5 separate regions of the Mus musculus genome follow, and regions 1, 3, 4 and 5 are each linked to region 2. A link is a contact called in public promoter capture Hi-C data. All regions are on one chromosome and are shown on one strand. The core of a region is the stretch at or near the end of the contact, and the rest is flanking DNA. Distances in the headings are between cores, read along the strand shown.

Evidence for each region. Promoter capture Hi-C pulls out the DNA fragments that hold promoters and counts their contacts.
Region 1: a promoter capture Hi-C map of liver shows a contact between it and region 2, with 5 times the contacts expected there. The contact joins the promoter of Trip13 here to the promoter of Rfesd in region 2. A contact is called at or near these places in 3 of 39 promoter capture datasets (liver and pre-B cells), 1 of 484 Hi-C or Micro-C datasets (CD4 T cells) and 1 of 9 other capture datasets (adipose tissue).
Region 3: a contact with region 2 is called in a promoter capture Hi-C map of pre-B cells, with 2.8 times the contacts expected there. The contact joins the promoter of Mrpl36 here to the promoter of Rfesd in region 2. A contact is called at or near these places in 2 of 39 promoter capture datasets (liver and pre-B cells), 2 of 484 Hi-C or Micro-C datasets (CD4 T cells and CD8 T cells) and 1 of 9 other capture datasets (liver).
Region 4: a promoter capture Hi-C map of pre-B cells shows a contact between it and region 2, with 2.1 times the contacts expected there. The contact joins the promoter of Clptm1l here to the promoter of Rfesd in region 2. A contact is called at or near these places in 3 of 39 promoter capture datasets (liver and pre-B cells).
Region 5: a promoter capture Hi-C map of liver shows a contact between it and region 2, with 4 times the contacts expected there. The contact joins the promoter of Tert here to the promoter of Rfesd in region 2. A contact is called at or near these places in 3 of 39 promoter capture datasets (liver and pre-B cells).

The regions. Positions count from the first base shown.
Region 1 is chr13:73,936,335-73,939,034 of GRCm38.p6, forward strand. Trip13 (thyroid hormone receptor interactor 13) reads right to left here and starts at 1,433. Exons shown (of 13, transcript NM_027182.2): 1 at 1,156-1,433. The coding sequence starts at 1,247. Brd9 (bromodomain containing 9) reads left to right here and starts at 1,494. Exons shown (of 16, transcript NM_001378947.1): 1 at 1,494-1,611; 2 at 2,100-2,314; 3 at 2,531-2,663. The coding sequence starts at 1,560.
Region 2 is chr13:76,017,179-76,019,878 of GRCm38.p6, forward strand. It overlaps Rfesd (Rieske (Fe-S) domain containing), which reads right to left and starts at 1,384. Exons shown (of 4, transcript NM_178916.5): 1 at 343-1,384. It also overlaps the pseudogene Gm4165.
Region 3 is chr13:73,329,612-73,332,311 of GRCm38.p6, forward strand. It overlaps Mrpl36 (mitochondrial ribosomal protein L36), which reads left to right and starts at 1,398. Exons shown (of 2, transcript NM_053163.1): 1 at 1,398-1,480; 2 at 1,749-2,567. The coding sequence starts at 1,762. The coding sequence ends at 2,070.
Region 4 is chr13:73,602,606-73,605,305 of GRCm38.p6, forward strand. Clptm1l (CLPTM1-like) reads left to right here and starts at 1,397. Exons shown (of 17, transcript NM_146047.2): 1 at 1,397-1,794; 2 at 2,325-2,425. The coding sequence starts at 1,633.
Region 5 is chr13:73,625,649-73,628,348 of GRCm38.p6, forward strand. Tert (telomerase reverse transcriptase) reads left to right here and starts at 1,263. Exons shown (of 16, transcript NM_009354.2): 1 at 1,263-1,600; 2 at 1,703-2,700. The coding sequence starts at 1,382. RefSeq lists a promoter at 1-1,352 and enhancers at 1,022-1,041, 1,182-1,202.

The DNA of each region.
Region 1 (2,700 bases), core at 183-2,682, 2.1 Mb before region 2:
GTGGTAGCACACGCCTTTAAGCCCAGCACTTGGGAGGCAGAGGCAGGCGGATTTCTGAGTTCGAGGCCAGCCTGGTCTACAAAGTGAGTTCCAGGTCAGCCAGGGCTACACAGAAAAACCCTGTTCCGAAAAACCAAGAAAAAAAAAAAAAAACCAAAAAACAAACAAACAAAAACGACAAAAACAAACAAAAAAACAAAAAAAACCCCACTAAAGTATAGCTAGGTCTGGCTGTAATTTCAGCATGCAAGCTGAGACAGAAGAACTTGTTTCAAACACAGACACTCAGACACACACACACACACACACACACACACACACACACACACACAGACACACACCTTCCCTCCCTCAGACCTCAGACATATACAAGAAAGTCATTAGTCAAGATGGGGCTTGGCAGTGTACTGTCTTAGGATCAACTGTAGGGTCCCAGGCCTGCAGTCATACCATCAGCCACCCTCAGGCTAATTAGAAAAAGGAGGTGCCACTAGTTCTTCACACACTACTATGAAAATTAATAAAAATTCAGTGTTTGAGACAAGCCTGAAACATTATGAGCATTCAATCCATGTTAGCAGCCCTTTTAAGGAAAACCTGAAAATGCATAGCTGTAGGGTCTAACCTGGAGTACGTACATAATCTTTGTAACAGGAAATTTGCCACTGGATTCTGGCTTTGCAAATTAAATACTTGCTCTACTGACACTGCACTTCCTTGCACCCCTAATTGACTGGAGATCACTTCTGTCGCTTAGCAGGTCCTATTACATGGAGCTCATCGTTAGGCTGTGCTCCATAGGCCAGTCAGTTGAGAGCTGTGGGGTCCTGCCAGATAGTCTGGGATGGTGGTAGGGTCTGGATGGGATATGCGGCAATGTGAGAGGTGAAACTCAAGAGTAATGTGTGGTGGGATGGAGGGCAAAGTCGGATCATGCTGTTAGGGTCAACTGAAGTGGGGTGGAGGTGTGCTGGGTCATACTAGGTGGGTTCATGTCAGGCTGTTCAGGTCGTGCGAAGTGGGGCCGTACTGAGGGGTGGGACGCTGTGGGGTGGAATCCTAAGAGTTGGGGTAAGGTCGTGCCACTCGGAGTCACGCGTGGTGGGGTCGGATCAGGTCGCGCCCCGCGTGGTCGGACTCCGTATATACGCTCACCTTCCGCTGCGCTGCAGAACCTCCACATGGACCGCGGGCGATTCGGCAACACAGGGAAGCGCTTGCTTCAGGTCGCCCACCGCCTCGTCCATGGCGCCGCCGCCGGGAGCCGAGGGAATGCCGCCGGAGTGAGGCCGCGGTCGCCTCCCTGCGCCCTGTGCGACAGCCTTCTCCGATGTAGGAGGATCCACCTTGGCTAAGGGCCGGCCAAATCCACTTCCGCCGCCCGAGCCGCTCGGCGCTTTGCAACCCGCCCCGCCCCACCGAGCTTCGAATCTGCCGCGCGCTGCGCACCGCCCCACCCTGACCCGGAAGCACTTGGCGGTGGCGAAGGCGCTACTTCCGACTGGCGCAGGTCGAGCTACCGGCAGCCGCTTCTCACCGGATCCCGTGCTATCTCAGCCATGGGCAAAAAGCACAAGAAGCACAAGGCGGAATGGCGCTCGTCCTACGAAGGTGCGGATCCCACGGGCGGGGTCTAGGTTGCCGATACGGGCAGGGGAAGGCGTTCCAGGGGAAGGGCGTGGTCTGTGCTGGGCGGGGTCCCGTGAGAAGGAGGAGCTTAGAGCCAGGTAGTGGACAATCGTAGGAGGGGCGGGGTTAGAGCTGAAAAAGGGAATCTGCTGCGAAGAGGCTATAGGCTTCTTTTTTGGGTCCTGTAGCCACTATGTACCTCCTCTCTGACACCAGGAAGACCCGCAGCAAAAAGAGGGCTTCCGTGAAGGAATTGGGGTCCTGGGTCTCAGGTCGGGTTGTTGTACCCTCGGAATATCCTCAGTGGTGATTTTGTGGTTTGAAAGAGAGGATTGAACACCAATCTGTCAGTTTGAGATTACATAGTCTGTGGTTTTGACAACTCCTTGCTGTCTAGATTCACACCCACAGGGGTGCAGTATTTCTACTCAGTATTTTGCAAGCTTGACCTACGTACGGTCTGTGTGCAGATTATACAGACACGCCACTGGAGAAGCCTCTGAAGCTGGTGCTCAAGGTGGGAGGAAGTGAAGTGACAGAGCTCTCAGGATCTGGCCACGACTCCAGCTACTACGACGATCGCTCAGACCACGAACGGGAGAGACACAGAGAAAAGAAGAAAAAGAAGAAGAAAAAGTCAGAGAAGGAGAAGCACCTCGATGAGGAGGAGAGGAGGAAGCGGAAGGTAAAGGTTCAATGGCCTAAGATGGGTCCCTAATCACGCCTGGCTATACCGTTGCTGCAGTTCTGGGCTTCCAGGGCATCTTCAGGTGATGCCTGTCAGGTGTCAGGAGTGGCTCTTCTTCCCAGTCTGGGGAATGCGCAGACGTGTGCGGAGCCTGCATTACCAGTCTAAAAGGGTTCTGGCTGTTCTGTGCCCTCTATTCTTCCATACTTACAGGAAGAGAAGAAACGGAAACGGGAGAAGGAACACTGCGACTCAGAGGGGGAGGCTGATGCTTTCGACCCTGGAAAGAAGGTGGAGGTGGAGCCACCCCCAGACCGACCAGTGAGAGCCTGCCGAACACAGCCAGGCAAGACCCTGTCCCCAAACATGAGTTTCCTACCTTG
Region 2 (2,700 bases), core at 134-2,633:
CTGTAGTCTTCCTACTAGGAAAAAAATAATGCCTTGGCTCTCCCTCCAAAATCACTGTTTTTAAAGTGCTATAGTGCTGGAGAACATAATTTTTAATACAGTTTTTGACAAAAAAAAATAAAAATAAAAAATGTTCTGTTCTACCATTGTCTTTAAAAATAAAAACTGTTTTGTTGTTCGTAGATCCCTAAAATTAGATTTCTTAAAGTGAGAATTCCATATAAAACTATTTGTTTTAGATAAGTGGATGGCCCCGACAGTTTTAAACACCTTTCTAATGTAGATAATTCATTCAAGTATAAAGTCACTGAAGACAAAAGACATGAAATTAAAGGTACTCACACTCATGTGTCACTCCTCTTGAGCAATGACTCAGGGACTCTTAGAGTGGGGACCTGGCCCACAAATTATCACAGTGCTTATCTCCAGGGTGACACCCTGGCTTTTAGGCTCAGGGAAGGGAAATGCTTTAGTCAGTAGCAGTTTGATGATAATAAATACATTTGACTAGCTACATTTCACTACCGCTTGGACACTTTGCGTGTAAATGTTCATTACTCCTCACAAAATTAAATATCTGTAAGCTCATATGTTGCTTGGTGTAACTTTCGTGTCACTAGCAGCCAGCGATTTATAAAAGAAAAGAAACAAAAAACAAAAAACATGTGGCCTGAAAGAAAATCATCTTGAAAGTCACAAAAACCGTTCGGCAAAAACGTATAGAGAGTTTTATATTCGCAGTGCACACATGTATCGGAAAAGATGGTTCTGAATGTTTATGTAGGAATGCTAATGTACAAGATTGTCTTCACAAATATCTAAAGTAAAACACTTGCCCAATTTAATGAAGCCGTGCAGCTGAGCGAATTACTGCCAATGTCTGGTATTAAAGATGACAAGGCGTTTCACCAGCGTCTGAATCCCGGACTGCTTCCTAAGAGGCCTGTATCATAGGGTGTGCAGAGGACAACCACGTTAAGGCACCTCTACTCTATACAGCTGGGTGCAACCGCAGGAAGCGCAGCAAGGCTGGTAGCCACCCCCATGGCTTTAGCAGTTCTCAAACCAGTTTTATTTGCTAAGAAGACAGGCCGCAGCTGCTAGATTGAGCGGCGCTAGGGACAGCACGGCAACCAGCAGTCGTCCCGACGGCCATCCCAGGAGAATATTTGGGGTGCGTGGGACGTCAGAAGGATTCGCTTTCATAGTTTATGGCACAAGTGCGGAAAAGCCTATTTAAATGGCTGCAGGTCCCGGCTGTGGCCCAACTGTCAAGGCGAACAGTTCACTGAGGCTCTTGCCAATGCCAGTCCACGAGGGTCCAAACGCTCCCTGCTCAGACACCCGAGGACTCGGAACCGCTGCCAGCGGACGCAGGAAGTGCAGGCCCGGGCGGTGTCCGACCGGAAGCAGCAGCGTGCCAGAAATCTCCGCCCCGCTCCCCTCACCCAATTCCCGCACCGCGAGAACCTAACTTACTGTGCTGGGGTCCTCGCCCCGCCCTCAACACCCAGCTCCCGCAGCCCCTGCGTCCTGCGCCTGCGCGACGCGAGTTTGTGAGGAGGCGGGGCAGGGGTCACGTGCTAGGAAGTACTGGCTCCCCTCCCGTCCCTCCATCAGGCTGCTGTCCTGTTTGTGGAATTTTTCTAGCTCTTGTGGGATATGAGTAGGTGCATCATTTTCTTTCTCTTTTCTTTTTTCAAAGAACGATAATCGGACTCACTCTAAATTTATCCAAATTTTAAATGCACTCAGCAATCTCATCCCTAAGCGAAATAATACCTAGAACATGGGAAAACTTTACAGCCATATACTGTATACCCAAAGGTCCAATTCCATACACTACACCATACAGGCTCCCATGTGTAATATGCTCTCTTTAACACAAATAACTCATTGCTTGAGATACAAATAGGTTAAGTATTTGTGTATACCAAAGCTTTTAAAAATTACTAGATTTAAGGGGAGATGGTGTGTTTTCACTTTCAATTTCTCTTTCAGTGTTACATTAAGAGCAACACAATAAGAACTCCCCATACTTATGCTCAGAGGTGCAAGCTAAATGAGTCTTACTGGTTTGCAAGCATTCTCTGTAAACTGGCACGTGGCAAGCTCTTATAGAGCCCACAACCCGGGCTGAAGTTGATCACTTGAACCCAAGTGTTGGGCAGCACAGACACCCTGCTTTAAAAAAAGAAAAAAGAAAAAAGAGGCCAGCAAGATGATTCATGGAGTAAGGGTGCTTGTAAACGGGACAGCCTGAGTTGTAGCCCAGAGCTCATTTAATGATGTAGGAACTGACTTAACAAACTATGCTGTAGCATGCATGTCCCTGCTCACACAGAATAATAAGGATTTTTTAAAATTAATGATCCTTTGATTCAATAGCTCATAATCTTGGCTAGGCTTTAGATCTGCCTAGGAATTAAAACAAACAAAACCAAAAAACAATAACAAAGCAACTTTGCCCAGTATACCAGATCAATGAAGTAAAAATCTTAGAAAGGATTCAATATATATTTTTGTTTTTTAATTTCTGAAAGCTTTTCATTTTTTCCCTCCCAGAAAGACCAACTGCAATCAGAGGGAGTGAAAGGTCAAGATTTTATTCATAACAAAATCAGCTTAGAACTGGATCACTTGGCCCTTTCTCTTCTTGTCGCCTCACAATTCAAAATGCTCACATCTCTTAATAGCCAG
Region 3 (2,700 bases), core at 148-2,647, 2.7 Mb before region 2:
GGAACAGAATGATGGTCTTCTGCAAGAGTAGCAGGTGCTCTTAGCCATCAAGCTATCTCTCCAGCCCTAAGTCTCTATTTAAACCCTAACACCCCCTGTCTGTGTATGAGTTCACACACATGTGAGTTCATACACAGGTGCCACAGAGCACATGTGGAAGTTGGAGGAAGCCAGTCTCTTTTTCCATGTGAGTTCTGGGGACTGAACTGAGGTCTACAGACTTGCATGGAAAGCACTTGTGACTCCCAGGCCATCTCTCTGACCCACATTATTTTTTTTAATTGCTAGAACTCTGGAGTCCTTTTTTCCTTTTCTTTCTTTCTTTCTTTTTTTTTTTTTTTTTTAGGCATTTTTATTAGATATTTTCTTCATTTACATTTCAAATGCTATCCCCCAAAGTCCCCTATACCCTCCTCCCTCCCCCCTCCCCAACCCACCCACTCCCACTTCCTGGCCCTGGCATTGCCCTGAACTAGGGCATATAATCCCCAAAGAAAGACCAAGGGCCTCTCCTCCCATTGATGGCCGACTAGGTCATCCTCTGCTACATATGCAACCAGAGACACAGCTGGGGGGGGGGGGCGGTGTTTACTGGTTAGTTCATATTGTTGTTCCTCCTATAGGGTTGTCAACCCCTTTAGCTCCTTGGGTACTTTCTCTAGCTCCTTCATTAGGGGCCCTGTGTTCTGGCAAATACAGAAGTGAATGCTCACAGTCATCTATTGGCTGGAACTCAAGGTATTCCTATGGGTGCTTAGTGTGAAGGGTGAGACTGGGAGTTAGAGAGAACTACATTAGCCTTAATGACAACCTACTTTGCTATACATAAAAATAAGATGGGTAGATTTACGAACCACCTGAAATCCAATGTATATGAATTAACTGTAGAAGCCCTATATATAGGAATTACCTGTACGCACACATATATACATATATACATGTATATATATGGAAATTAACTGTAGAAATCAGTAATGGTGTATGTTGGTCTTTCCACGTTCCTTGTTGCTTTTCCTAGTTCGCGGGTAGGGACTTAACTAGAGCAGTGTCTGCACTTGCTCCTCTGGCCTTTCCCATGTCTGCCAGAACGTCTCTTAATGTAAACATATGACCTGTACATTTTGTCTGAATGTTGGGTTTTGTTTTGTTTCCAATATATTCACTGTTTGCAGTTTCTTTTACAGTCAAAGCCTGCTTTTTCTGTCTTTTTTTTTTTTCTTCTCCCATGGGCACCGGTCTTGGTCCCAGCATCTGCAGAGGCAGAGCTTAGAGTGCAGGATTCTGGATAAAGAATACTGAGACAAGGAAGGCTTTATCTGCTCCTTAGTCGTCCTCTGCACAGCACACGTCATCCCACGTGACCTTACGCCATCTTTCTTCCTGGCGGTGGCGTCCCACTCCACTGCGCAGACGCGGAAGCTTCGCTAACCGGCGCCCGAAGTTGATTAAGGACTTCTCCGCCGGTGGCACCCCTTCCCAGGTGTGGGTCCCAGGTTTCATGGGGGCAGGCAGAGGTGGTGCCAGAGCTGCTGGCCGGGAGTGCGGGCGGGGTCCCTGGCCGGCGTGAGTGAGCCTCCGGAATCTGCGGCTTCTCCGGAGTGCGCAGGCCTGGGCACATGGAGACGCGGAGCCCAGAGTGCAACCCTGGCATGTGTGCTCTGACCTCTGATGCCAAGTAACCTTGATAGGGGAGGGCCTAGGGACTGGCAGACGTGCAGCACAGGATGACCACGCTTCTCTTCCCCCAGGTCTGGGCTCGGCATGGCCGCACTGCTTGTACGGAGCGTGGTGGCTTCGGTGGTGGACCCGTTCCTGCACCTGAGTCGCCTCGCGGTGAAGCCCCGAGTCTTCTCCTCGTTCCTGCTGGGGACATTGCCACGCGCCAAACCCTGCGCAGAGGTGCGCTCAGTTCTCTGTGGCCGTCCCTTGCCGACCCTGCTGCCCTCGCTGGGCTTCAAAACCAAAGGTGTCATCAAGAAGCGCTGTAAAGACTGCTACAAGGTGAAGAGGCGTGGGCGCTGGTTTATCCTCTGTAAGACCAACCCCAAGCATAAACAGCGACAAATGTAGCCCTTGTCTTCAAGCAGTGTCCATGGAAAATTCATTTCACCTTATCAGAGAAAAATAAACATTAAGCATTCTGTAAGATCCATGGGCCTTAGGGCTTTGTTGAACCCCCCTTTCCCCACATCATAGCCCAATTCCTTCACATCTAATCAGACCAGAGCTGCCGATGGAGAAGGATTGTTACAGTAGCTGTGTATGAAGCAGGAATACAGAGCCAGCTTTATCTCTTGAGACAAAGTCTGGCTCGGTAACCCTGGTTGACCTGAAACTTGGAGAGAAACTCCTGCCTCTGCCATTTGTTACCATATGCAGCAGATTGTAAGTGCTTTAAGAGGCTGCCTGAGCCAAAAAGCTCTTGTGGGGTGTGCAACAATCCCAATTTAAGAACAAACGATGTTCTTGTGTAGCAACTATCCCAGTCTTTACTCAAGGAAAACCTTGTTTACATAGAAATGTCTTTTGGATACCAATTAAAAATATTTGTCATGACTGTTCTTACACTCTGGAGTAGTAGTGTTCTTTATTACCACCAAACTAATGCTTTCAGAAGGAGGTTAGTACATTTTCAGTTCAAAGAAGGTAACAGAGCATGCTGGCTTCTGCAGGGAGTGCTAGGACACCAGCAATTTTTCA
Region 4 (2,700 bases), core at 147-2,646, 2.4 Mb before region 2:
AGGCCACCATAGAGTAAGGAGCTGGTCACTAATGAAAAGCACCAACAGCCAACAAGCTTCTGAAAACAGGAAATATCATTTTTTGCTTGATCTCTGCAGGCCATCGTCCTGGGCTGTCACAGCACTGGCCACTTCACTCTAGAAACTGTGTATACCCTAAACCAAGAAATATTTAAGAAGATTAAAATGAAGGCCAGAAGAACCTGATACTCTGTTATTCTTGCAGAGAGGAGCCTAGCATAACTGTCCTCTTAAGAGGCTCTACCCAGCAGCTGACTGAAACAGATACAGAGACCCACAGCTAAACATTAGACAGAGCTTGGGGAGTCTTATAGAAAAGTTGGAGCAAGAATTGAGATCTGGGGGGGACAGGAGTCCACAAGACCAACAGAGTCAACTAACCTGGGCCCTTGGGGGTCTCCCAAAGACTAAACCACCAACCAAAGAGCATACATGGACTGGACCTACACCCCACCCCAACACATATATAGCAGATGTGCAGCTTGGTCTTCATTCAAGTTCCCCAACAAATGGACCCGGGTCTGTCCCAGTGTTGCCTACCTGTGGATCCCGTTCCCCTAACTAGGCTGCCTTGTCTGGCCTCAGTGGGAGAGAATGTGGCCAGTCCTGCAGTGACTTGATGTGCCAGGGGTGGGTTGGTACCCAGTGGAGCCTCCCCTTCTCAGAGAAGGGGAGAGGGAGTAGGGAAGAGAGTAGGGGCTGGCATCAGGACGTAAAGTGAACAATTAATGGACTCCGATGGTTTATCTGAGTGGCCTACCCCCTTCTGAGATGAGAAGGGGAGAGGGGACAGGGGAGAGGATAAGAGGAGAGTAGGGGCTGACATCGGGATGTAAAGTGAATAAATAAATTTAAGAACCCAGATGGTTTTATCTGAATGAGTAATGGGAAGTCCGGGAAAAAGATCTTCTTGAGATATAACCTACCTTTGCATGTTAGCCAGGATTAAGATTTATATTACCGCAAAGGAACTTATTCTTCTGACAAAAGGGGCAAGTGACCTGTAAAAACTCTTTTTGACCTTTTCTGGCCATCTTGAACTGCATGTTATCAACACAGTAACCTCACACCCGAGAAATCGGTATTTGAGTTTCCTGAGTCTCCTCCGTGTTTTCTTAACTTTTGGACGCTCCCCTAGACTTTGAAGAGCCAGGATCAGGGTCGTCCCCGCCATCATCCTGGGGCGCCGCCGTAAGGCTGCACAGGGCCTTAAGAAGAGCAACGCAAAGAAAAAATTTCCAAGAACCGGGTGCCGCCAAGGTTGGTGGCGGACCTGGGCTCCCACAGGCATGCCGGGAGTACGGCGCAAGAGGCTGACGTCACGCGCGCGCGCCGGTCGTGCGGTCGTCGTGAGGTTGCGAGTGCGTGGCGGAGCGTCTGGCTCCCAGAGGGCCGTGCGCGTCCACTTCCGCCAGCTGCTCGGTTCCCGGAAGCGGTGGCCGGCAAATCCGGCCAATCCCCCAGCGCCGGGTGTGGGTTATCGGGAGCATGCGGGGCGGCCGGCGGCCCGCGCGAGGCGCGTTGGTTTCCCCGCGGCGGTGGCGGTGGCGCGCAGCGGCTCTCCCGTGAGCGGCGGGCGGCGGCGGCGCTCGGCCCGCAGGTTGCGGCGCCATGTGGAGCGGCCGCAGCTCTTTTACCAGCTTGGTGGTGGGCGTGTTCCTGGTGTACGTGGTGCATACCTGCTGGGTCATGTACGGTATCGTCTATACCCGTCCGTGCTCGGGTGACTCCAACTGCATCCAGCCCTATCTGGCCCTGCGGCCCAAACTGCAGGTGAGCGTCCGGGAGCCCTAAGAAGGCGCCTCCCGGCCGGGTGCTACCACCCACCCCCTACTGGCACTGGTCAGAGGGTTTCGGGCTACCAGTTTTGCCCCTTATCACTGATGTCACTGTCCAATGTTCTGGTTAGGTGGCAGTGAGAGCTGGAGTTGAGACTTCTCTGTTCTCTGCTGCTCTCTTGTTACCCCTTGGTGCTCTGCCCTACCCCGATTATAACTGAGATCCAGTTGCCCTACACGTGTTTCCTAACGGGACCCCAGTGGAAGTTAACAGGAGATCTCCAGCCATATGGGAGTCAGGCTGCTAGCTCTGCCCTCTTATCACCTGTGTCACTTCCTGCTTCTAGTGGGAATTCCGGACAGGTCAGCTCTACAGTTAGGTTCCTTGTTCACAGCAGTGTCACACAGGCCATCTTGCCCAAGCTCACCCTCTGAGAGGTAGCCCTCAGATTGCTACCCTCTCACAATAGTTACATGTTTTCTATCAGGACCTTTTGGCTATTCATTCTTGCTCACTCTTTCCAGCTGAGTGTTTACACCACCACACGGTCCAGCCTTGGTGCAGAGAACAATGTGGACCTGATCTTGAACGTGGAAGACTTTGATGTGGATTCCAAATTTGAAAGGTGTGGATGTGGGACAGATTGCCAGAGATGGGTTCCAGGATGTCATGGATAGCATTGTATGTAGAGTGAGGACATCCTATAGAAGCACTCCTGTCTAGGGTCTGTGTAAACAGTCAAGCTGAAAGTAACAGGTGTTTGTCACTTAGCAAGTAGCTTTTACTGCAATCTAAGGGCAGCGTGGTTTACTACAGCCCATGTAGTCTCCCAAGGAATGATACATTGGCCTACCTAGTAAGAGTAGTTAGTTCACTTGTTACTTACAAGTAAGTGACCTT
Region 5 (2,700 bases), core at 13-2,512, 2.4 Mb before region 2:
TCTATGCTGGTTTCTTTGGGGAACTACACTAAGGTAGCTTACAAGTGTGCACCACCATGCCCCGCGATATTCTTATTTTTGAGACTGTTTTCTATGCTGGTTTCTTTGGGGAACTACACTAAGGTAGCTTCATTGTTGGCATAAATTTCTCAGTTCAGGCCCATATCTCCTAAGTAGCAGAACTAAGCAAATCTCAAACAAACCCCTCAAAAAGACTGATGTCCACTAAACGGACTTCTAAAATAGCTCCTGTAATCCTGAGCATTTACAAGGCGGCAGACCTCCTATAAGGGAGTAAATATGAAAACGCGCCTGTTCAAATGCTAGGTCGGTGGATAGAAGCAATTTCCTCAGAAAGCTGAAGGCACCAAAGGTTATATTTGTTAGCATTTCAGTGTTTGCCAAACTCAGCTACAGTAGAGATCACAGATTCCCTATTTCCCAGAGATTCAAAATTCAGCAGCCCCTCTCTAACTATGGCTCAGAGTCGTGTCATTACATATGCCCCAACAACAACCCCCACCCCTATCCTACCCCCGCCTCACACGTGCAAGTACTATCACAGTTGCCAACCTAGCAGAGCTGCCATCCTAAGGTCGAGGTCGCCGCTTTGGCTGTGTGCACAGGCAAGCGCCCTCACCCAATGGCCCTGGCCTTGCTATGGGTGCGTGAGTTGAGATGATGCTCTGGACTCTGAGGTGAAGGCCACTGGAACAGTGAAAAAAGCTAACGCAGGGCTTTTACCTAGTCCCCTTCCTTTGGTGGTGGGTGTTTACGGAACATATTTGGGATCTGAGTGTATGGTCGCACCACAATAAAGCCTTAACCTATATAGTAGAATTTCAGCTGTAATCATTAAGAACTGAGATTGCCACCACCCACCTCACTGTCTGTGTCAACCACAGCAGGCTGGAGCAGTCAGCTCAGGAACAGGCAAAACCTTAGGTCCCTCCGCCTACCTAACCTTCAATACATCAAGGATAGGCTTCTTTGCTTGCCCAAACCTCGCCCCAGTCTAGACCACCTGGGGATTCCCAGCTCAGGGCGAAAAGGAAGCCCGAGAAGCATTCTGTAGAGGGAAATCCTGCATGAGTGCGCCCCCTTTCGTTACTCCAACACATCCAGCAACCACTGAACTTGGCCGGGGAACACACCTGGTCCTCATGCACCAGCATTGTGACCATCAACGGAAAAGTACTATTGCTGCGACCCCGCCCCTTCCGCTACAACGCTTGGTCCGCCTGAATCCCGCCCCTTCCTCCGTTCCCAGCCTCATCTTTTTCGTCGTGGACTCTCAGTGGCCTGGGTCCTGGCTGTTTTCTAAGCACACCCTTGCATCTTGGTTCCCGCACGTGGGAGGCCCATCCCGGCCTTGAGCACAATGACCCGCGCTCCTCGTTGCCCCGCGGTGCGCTCTCTGCTGCGCAGCCGATACCGGGAGGTGTGGCCGCTGGCAACCTTTGTGCGGCGCCTGGGGCCCGAGGGCAGGCGGCTTGTGCAACCCGGGGACCCGAAGATCTACCGCACTTTGGTTGCCCAATGCCTAGTGTGCATGCACTGGGGCTCACAGCCTCCACCTGCCGACCTTTCCTTCCACCAGGTGGGCCTCCAGGCGGGATCCCCATGGGTCAGGGGCGGAAAGCCGGGAGGACGTGGGATAGTGCGTCTAGCTCATGTGTCAAGACCCTCTTCTCCTTACCAGGTGTCATCCCTGAAAGAGCTGGTGGCCAGGGTTGTGCAGAGACTCTGCGAGCGCAACGAGAGAAACGTGCTGGCTTTTGGCTTTGAGCTGCTTAACGAGGCCAGAGGCGGGCCTCCCATGGCCTTCACTAGTAGCGTGCGTAGCTACTTGCCCAACACTGTTATTGAGACCCTGCGTGTCAGTGGTGCATGGATGCTACTGTTGAGCCGAGTGGGCGACGACCTGCTGGTCTACCTGCTGGCACACTGTGCTCTTTATCTTCTGGTGCCCCCCAGCTGTGCCTACCAGGTGTGTGGGTCTCCCCTGTACCAAATTTGTGCCACCACGGATATCTGGCCCTCTGTGTCCGCTAGTTACAGGCCCACCCGACCCGTGGGCAGGAATTTCACTAACCTTAGGTTCTTACAACAGATCAAGAGCAGTAGTCGCCAGGAAGCACCGAAACCCCTGGCCTTGCCATCTCGAGGTACAAAGAGGCATCTGAGTCTCACCAGTACAAGTGTGCCTTCAGCTAAGAAGGCCAGATGCTATCCTGTCCCGAGAGTGGAGGAGGGACCCCACAGGCAGGTGCTACCAACCCCATCAGGCAAATCATGGGTGCCAAGTCCTGCTCGGTCCCCCGAGGTGCCTACTGCAGAGAAAGATTTGTCTTCTAAAGGAAAGGTGTCTGACCTGAGTCTCTCTGGGTCGGTGTGCTGTAAACACAAGCCCAGCTCCACATCTCTGCTGTCACCACCCCGCCAAAATGCCTTTCAGCTCAGGCCATTTATTGAGACCAGACATTTCCTTTACTCCAGGGGAGATGGCCAAGAGCGTCTAAACCCCTCATTCCTACTCAGCAACCTCCAGCCTAACTTGACTGGGGCCAGGAGACTGGTGGAGATCATCTTTCTGGGCTCAAGGCCTAGGACATCAGGACCACTCTGCAGGACACACCGTCTATCGCGTCGATACTGGCAGATGCGGCCCCTGTTCCAACAGCTGCTGGTGAACCATGC